Regions from separate parts of the Mus musculus genome. Here region 2 is linked to region 1. Evidence: chromatin contacts called from public Hi-C data. All regions are on one chromosome and are shown on one strand. The core of a region is the stretch at or near the end of the contact, and the rest is flanking DNA. Distances in the headings are between cores, read along the strand shown. Region 1 has its middle 49 kb from the start of Gm23217. Region 2 overlaps Trappc9 (trafficking protein particle complex 9).

Evidence for each region. A called contact is a pair of places that touch in the nucleus more often than the background predicts.
Region 2: a contact with region 1 is called in a Hi-C map of the N1E-115 cell line, with 1.9 times the contacts expected there. The contact joins two enhancer-like sites. A contact is called at or near these places in 2 of 484 Hi-C or Micro-C datasets (B cells and the N1E-115 cell line).

Annotation. Positions count from the first base shown.
Region 1 is chr15:72,204,112-72,207,967 of GRCm38.p6, forward strand. No RefSeq gene overlaps it. Among named protein-coding and RNA genes, the nearest start is that of Gm23217, 49 kb to the right of the region's middle. Within about 2 kb of position 2,055, at least 21 of the 459 cell types and tissues checked have an H3K27ac peak or open chromatin away from gene starts, as enhancers often do. A contact at or near this core is called in the N1E-115 cell line, where this site is marked.
Region 2 is chr15:72,626,068-72,629,923 of GRCm38.p6, forward strand. All of the region lies in intron 20 of Trappc9 (trafficking protein particle complex 9), which reads right to left. Among named protein-coding and RNA genes, the nearest start is that of Kcnk9, 80 kb to the left of the region's middle. Within about 2 kb of position 2,309, at least 9 of the 459 cell types and tissues checked have an H3K27ac peak or open chromatin away from gene starts, as enhancers often do. A contact at or near this core is called in the N1E-115 cell line, where this site is marked.

The DNA of each region.
Region 1 (3,856 bases), core at 805-3,304:
GATAAAAGACAACAGACTCATGGCTATGCAGTTTCTGGTACTGTTTGTTGCCCAGTCGGCGGACTCAGAAGGCTATGTTCATTTGCTTGCTGGATTCTTCTTTTCAGTGTCATGGGTGTGAAATGAAAATATAAAGACTGTGTAATGTCATATTTACTGTCATGTGCCTAGGGTAGAGATGCTGGAGGGAAAAAAACAACAACCCTGGTTTGTTGGTAAAACCAGCACCCACCCTCAAATATGGGTGGAGAATTTGTTGCTTTTTTTTTCTTTTAAATCTCTGTTCTCCAGTTCCATGTTTGCCTCTCATCTTCCCAGGGAGCCACAGAGAACTCCTATTCTAAAATTCAAATTTTGTGGGACATCTTGTAGCCTCTTGCATGAAAGCAACTACCATGATGGGAGTGATATTAAGCAGCTGGCTCTATGAACTTTCCCAATTTTTTTTTCTAAACCTTTAGCCTACATAATCCTCATGGGGCGCTTTTTGGGTGGGTGCTGTTGGGACGCTGTTCAAAAGGGTTAGTTGGGCCAACAGCAAGATGGATACAGCAAGTCTATGTACTTAGCAGGCACAACCCCCCCTAATACCCTGGATACTTCATCTCCAGTGACTGCTAAAACTTCCCTAACTATTAATCTTCAGGAGCTCTGTCACCAGTTCAGGCCTGAGCACAAACAACTGCCCCTCAAAATAGGCCTTCTGAAGCTATGCCTCACCTTGATTTCATATTGCACAGCCGGGAATAAGCTTGAGCCTTTGCATTTTAATACAGAGAAAGATAAACCTTAAACTGTGTAGAGATCTTTATAAAAGAAATCTTCATTTTTGTGTCAGCATAAGACAGGACAGTCCTAATTCAATGTCATCTTTATAAATTGGTACTGTCGGTGATGTGCGCATCCTCTTTAGGTATGAGTGCCTGCCACTTTGCACTCTGCCCATGGGTTTGTCTTACAATTGCCTGTCTCCACCATCATGCCTCCTATTCTAATTTTAAATAGCTGCTTAATTGTCCATCTGGCTGGTAGGTCTACTAACCACTACCCTACTTTCATCTCTTGTGTTCTTTGAAAACTCCTTAATAATTTCTGCCTGTGGTTTTATTACTTCTAGATGCTTGTGTGCATTATTTGCTTAAAATAACTTGGCATTGTACAGTACCATCAGACTGTCGCCCTCAGTATCCTTTCCTAGCTATCCTTTTGAGGTAAACGGGACCTCAACAGTTTCCTGTTTTCCCCTGAGGACTCTGCTTATGTGATTCAGTCCTTGATGTGCCCTGTGGATTGGGTGTGGTTATTGGAACTATTAACTCCGTGGCTCTCCACAGAGCAAGCCTGGAATAGTAATGAGAACGCTGCATGACTAGTTTAGAGGAATACAAAATAGCTCAAACGAGAAAAAATGTTTAATGTTCTCTCCACAAAGAAATGATAACTGCTAGAGGCGGATATGCTAATTACCCTGATTTATTAGACTCTGCCCACATGTATAAAACATCACACAATACCCCATAATATGCACAATTACTGTGCATCAACTCAAAGGTCTTAAAATTTTAAACGTTCAATGTCAGTGCAGCAACTGAAATCATTATTTTCTTGCTTTGCTGTTTCCCCGCTCTGGGTCTTTTGAGCTAGGGAATAAAGCAGAGATGGTAGAGATCTGTGAGCTTCCACTTTTAGCAGCTAGCTAACACCTATGAAAAGAACAATAACCACAATCTTTTTTTTCAGTTCTAGGAAATTCATGTAGCAGAGAACGGTTGCTTAAAATGCAGATGTATCAGACAATTCTAGAGGTACTTCAGCCATTCACCTACTTTAACAGGGAACTGAGAAAAGGCAAGGAACTGCAGCTAATCGCCCAAGTCAGCAACACTGCTCTATCCTGCTCTGTGTTTTCTGTGCCCTTGCTCTTTTCTCCCAGAGCTCCCCTACTAAGAAGCAAAATAGCCCAGAGAGCCTTAGAAAGCTGGCCTGCATCCCCTCTATGCAGGAGCCGCCAATGCACAGGCTCTCGGCCACCAGAGGGCACTGTGTGGCCAGAAAGAGATGGCTGCTTGGTTCTGCAGCTGCCTCCAAGCCCGGCTCTGAAAAAGCCTCTTCGGATTCATGGAAACAGAACTTGGTGGAAACAGCGCAATTTAGAAAAACAAAACCAGCCCACGTCTCTTCCCACTCACAGGTTTTATAGTCCATCAGAACCCGCCCTCCGCTGTGCTCTTCAGCAGAGTGACTCAGCCACCCATCAAACAGATGACCCCAGCGTCCACCTGAGATTTTTTTTATAACCAAGCTTTAAACATCCTTCTGAGGTTGAACAGTGAAATCACTAGAGCAACGTCAGCCAGAGCCACCATGACAGTGGGCTTGCTGCGTGCTCTGCCTTGGGCTTTCCATCTTTTCTACATTCACACTGGTGCCAATCATACTTCTGTCTTGTGGCCTTCCAAATAAGGAAGCTTTGAACCTGAATGAGAAGCCAGCACTGTTGTCAAGACTGATCTTGCTGCAGAACCTAGACACCTGCTGCTTGCTGAGTCTACAGTCAGTCCATGGAAATTACAAGTCTGGCTGATATACTCATGATATGCTTCAGATATTCACCTCCTGTATCCTGCAAGTCTCTGAATATGCAAGTCTCACACCAGGGTCAGGCTGGAATTACTGAGGATAGAAAGTAACTCTAACTGGTGTCCAATGAGAAAAAGGAAATTGGTCAAAACTCATAGGCTGACTGAAAATGTCATGCTTAAAATAATAATAATAATAATAATAATAATAATAAAGCGTGAAAAGGCAGACCCTTCTCACCAGCTCGATCTAGACCTACGATCTCTTCTCTACTGGTTCCCCAGCTTAGATTGCAGGGGACTTTGGAGAAGTGTGATCTTGTCTGCATCAAAATGTTGAGTCAGATTTCCCCTGGGATTCCTGTGACTGTGAATGCTAAACACAGAGGGGCTAGCTTCTTGGGGACCCTGAGCACATATTTCTGGAGAGAAAATGAAGACCCTAGCAGGAGACTCTATACTGCACTTTGTCTCTGGAGTGAGCTGGAAGACCGAATCCTCACCCTGCTGTCTCACCTTGAGATTGGACTTGTTGCTCCCTTTCTCTAAATCTTAGGTTCATTTTCACTTGGAAAGCAATAACGCGACTCAGTGGGCTTTCTGGCTCACTCTTACTTTAACAGCAATCACCTGCTTTGCTGTGTAGGCTGTGCTGAGGCACATCCACAAATCTCTACTCTCTCTTTTTATAATATTTTTATAGATTATTGAGAATTTCTCATCATGCATCCCATCATATCCATATCCCAGTCTGTTGCCCCTCTACCCCTGTGACACCCTCCACCCCCAAGAAAGAAGGAAAAAAGAAATCCAATTTATATTGTCAGATACTCACGGGGCCTGATCAAACTCCCAGTGGCCAGAGTCTTAAAGAAAACCATTTCCTTCCCCACACACCCCATACCAGAGTCATTAATTGTGAAGAGCCTCACTTTAGCATCTTAATCACAAAAAGTTCTTTTTGATTGCTTTCTGTTTAGGCTGTTACCTTTGAGAGTGTATGGAGTTGTCATATAGGCCTTCTTTTACCTGAGTCTACAGTCATCAGTACCATGGTAAAAGTAACTTCCTTGCCCTTTACCATAAATGGAAACACAGATCGAAGACTTGCACATGGTCTCCAGTATCAGCACATACCACGGACCTTAGCATAGTCTCCGGTGACAGTACAGACCACAGAAAGCAACACGGCTCTCTGCCAACTTTCTAATCTGCAATATCCTGGTCCTTGAAAGGCAGTCACATGAATGCCTTCAGAGCATTGGTGGAGGAATTAG
Region 2 (3,856 bases), core at 1,059-3,558, 420 kb after region 1:
ACTAGCATACACTGGAGGAGGGAGGGTGGTGGGTTAATTCTAAAATTTAACTTGCTTTCCTTTTCCCACAGGGAGAAAGAGTGGGAACAGGTTTCTAAAAATAGGCTGGCCTGTCAAAACTGTTAAGGATCAGGCAGGGCGAAGACGCTGCTGGGGGGAGAGAGAGAGCAGTGGGGCTGCTGTGGAGGGCTCCATGCAGGACCTTCCCCAGGCCACAGCCCTGGGGCTCGTGCCCCTGGCACGGCCAGTCAGGACAGCCTGCTGTCCTATGGGCACAGCGACCAGCTGGGTGATGCTGTCGGAGCGTGGTACGGGGACTGCAAATGGCTGCTGATGGCCACTGTCACAGCAGAAGGATGGAAGGCTGCTCTATGTCAGATGCTGCCCTGGGTGTGCTTTTTTTCTCCTACCCCCCTCCTCACAGCTATGCAGGGATGAAGTCACCATAGCTCCACCATCAGGTGACAAAGAAGGGCTTAGAAAGGAGTCTCTCCAGGCATCCAGCTAGACCATGAGCAAGTCAGGCTGCGAGCCTAGTTCCTCTAAGGCTGTCATGGAGCTCCCCAGGTACTGCTTGTGTGTGTTGTCAGTCCCTCCTGAAGAGCCCGAGGGTTGTGTCAGACCAGGACTCTACTCACAACCTGTTTTCCTCTCCAAGTAAAGACGACTCTTCAGGATGGAAGAAGAGATGTGGGGGTGGGGCAGGCCAGGGGGAAGAGGGAAGTTTCAAAGTCACAGTTACAGGAGAAGCCCCAGCACACACAAATCAACTCAGCAGAACCCGTAAGTCAAACTAACCGCCCAAGCCATCTTTCCTTCCTGGGGTCAGAGTCCAGCTAGAGGCCCTATGCAGATATTCTACAGGTTACACCAGGTCCGGGCATCTTGTTTTTGAAAAACCCAAACACAGGCTGAAGAGATGGTGTGGCAGCTAACGCATACTTGATATGCAAGTGTAAGGATCGGAGTTCGGATCTCTAACATCCACATAACAGCTGGATGTGACGTGCCTGTAACTCCAGCTCTAAAGGGCTAGAGACAGGTGCATCCTTGAGCTTACATGGTCAGCATGGTGGAAATGGTGAGCTCAAGGTTCGCTGAGAGACCTGTCTCAGACAATAGGATAGAGAGCAATAGAGGGCACGCATATCAATCTCTGATTTCTACATGTGCACACACAGGTGAATAGACAGACAACACATGTGCACCCCAGGGAAATAGAAATAAAGACTCAAACACTAAGCACTCAGTTCGTCTGGAGAAACACTGAATGCATAAGACATAAACGAATTGCAGAGTGAAGAGACACAGCTGAAAATCAGCACACAGGTTGATCTGCATATCTGCAAAGTGTGCAAGAGGTCCCAGAAATACCAGGCTGGATCTTTTTGGATAAAAACTCATGGGTCCCTTCCAAAGGAGTCAGCAGCCTTCCCTTTCATCTTCACAGGGTACCCAAACAAGAGTCTGGACTCCCTGTCTAGTGAGAGGTGTGGCCCACATCTGCCCAAGCTGTATGGAACAAGAAGTGGGGAGGGACTCTGCTCTTAGATCCCTAAGCCTGCCCCAAGCTCTGAGTTGCCTTTGAGGTGCTGTGGGCCATGGGTGACATCATAGGGACAGAGACACAGCCTAGGCCGGGCATACTGCCCGTCTACTCAATTACCACTAGTTACCACAGTGGACTCAGCACACCTGTCTTCATATGTGTGGTCGGATGCAGCCTCAGCATGCCCAGGTGACATACTTCTCAACTCTACAACAGGGAGGGCGGTGCCTTGGGGACTTCCTCAGTGTCCCTCACTTCAGACTCATCAGCCACAGAAAGCTGGATCTTCTGTTCAGCTCTGAGCTGGAATCCACGGCCACTGCTGCTCATACGACTGGCAGGGATTAGGGCTGGATATTCTGGAGTCTGAGTGCCCAGACCCCTTCTTTGAGCCGTCTACAAGCTCTGGCTCTCAGCTCTTTCATCTCCGAAGCTAGGATGAAGGATAAGGACACCTGAGACTCTGGAAGCAGGCAGATGCAGAGAGCAGGAAGGCTGGCACAACCGAGAGAGCACTGTCACCGAGGGGAGAGAAACAGTCGCCATCCTGAGCTGAGTCCTATCAGCCAGCACACTGTCTTCACTACCCTCCTTTGGAAACCAGTAATCAGATTAGGGGGAGCCTGCTGCCTGCCGCCTTCTTCCCACTGCTCTCAACCTGTGGGGAGGACATTTGGAGTGGGTTCACTCCTCTCAGTAATAGAGTTATTTGGGGCCTAGCTGGGCTGGAGAACATTATTACCACGTGTCACTGTCCAACTGGTACAGCAGGTGTCTGCTGATGCATCTGTGGAAAACACCCAAGGCACAATCTCTGCATCAGGATACACGCATGGGCAAGGACACCAAGGAAATTGAATCTTACTGCAAATTAATGGCGTTAATGCCCATTATTAGGCCTCGAAAACAGTCTATTTTCTGAAAGATAAGCTTAGCCCTGTTTGAACAGGAACTTGAGCACTCTGCTAATGCTAATGCCAACCGGCTTGTCTCTGCTAATCAGATTCTGAAGTTCTGAGCCTATCGATCGCCGACGTTTTCCACAAAATGATTGGAGGCCATGAAGGTGTTTTGCTTCCCAGCAAGGCGGACCATGGTGAGGGCATGTGAGCCTGTGGCCCCACTGTGTCTTTGCTTATGCCATGTTTTATCAGTCACCCATGGGTGCCACCCTAGGCTGGGTGCACAAAGAATCCTGAATAGAGGCCCCGGTTTCTCTGGGCTGTACTGGCTTTTGGAAGAGAGCTGTCGCTTAGAGATGCCTGCAAGGTGAGTGTATGGGATTGCTCTAAATACCACTGTCCTTGTTCTCAGAAGCAGCAACTGCTCTCCTCTCCTCCTCTTCCCCTTCTCCAAAGCACACCAAGCCAGGAGGCTTCAGAAGCCTCAGGGTTCATGTGACTTCCAGTTTAAGGGGCTAGTGCATGGCTCAATCAGGGCATCTTGGATCCTGGAAGAAAGCCCCGCCTATGCTGTGAATCACCTGTTGCCAGCCCACTGCACCTCCCTAAGATGCAAGGAGCTCCTCTGTAAACCCAAGGTAGGATATCACTCAGAGTACAGAGTCAAGAACTAGCATTGTTCTTGACTTTTAAGTGCCGAGAAGTTTGATGCCATAGCCAGCATGGTCCTTTCAATGCCCTAGAAGGAAAGGAGGTATTTGCAGGGACAGTGGCAGGTTCAGAAGTTCACTTTGCCCAGCAGACTCATTTCTATTCCACCTGAGACTCAGAGAAACGAGCACCAGGCCCCATTCTCGCCCGGGCTATGGTGGGGTTAAGAGAAGGCCTCAAGTGTCTGGATCAGTGCTGATCATATCTCCCTTGGTGAGGTCTGCAGACTGTTCTGACCTGATTTACCCAGCTATCACCTTGCAAGTGGGGGGGGGGGCAGTGTTGAGAAGCCACTCCTGGCCTGCAGGCAGCCTCGTGCTCATCATAGATATAGAGACCTCCAAATAGTACCCATGAGGTGGCCAGATGGTGTCCTGGGACCCTCTAGCCTCTGCAGCCTGGCCTTCCATGCTCCAAACACAGCCTTTCCCAGGAGCCCCAGGTGGCTTAATTGCTAGGCAATGTAGCTGATTGGATCTGTAATCAAAGCAGGCCAGGGAGAGCTGCTAGGGGCAGCAGGAGTTGATTCATCAGGAAGTGGGTATTCTGATGAGCACTTAAGCCCAACACTCTGCATCAGAAGGCACCCAGTGATCTGAAAAGCCACCCACAAGCCAACCTGGCATCCCAAAGTCCACAATTAAAGTGCTGTGGAAGGTAGTAAGAGACATCAGAGGGTTCTCCTAGGGTGGGG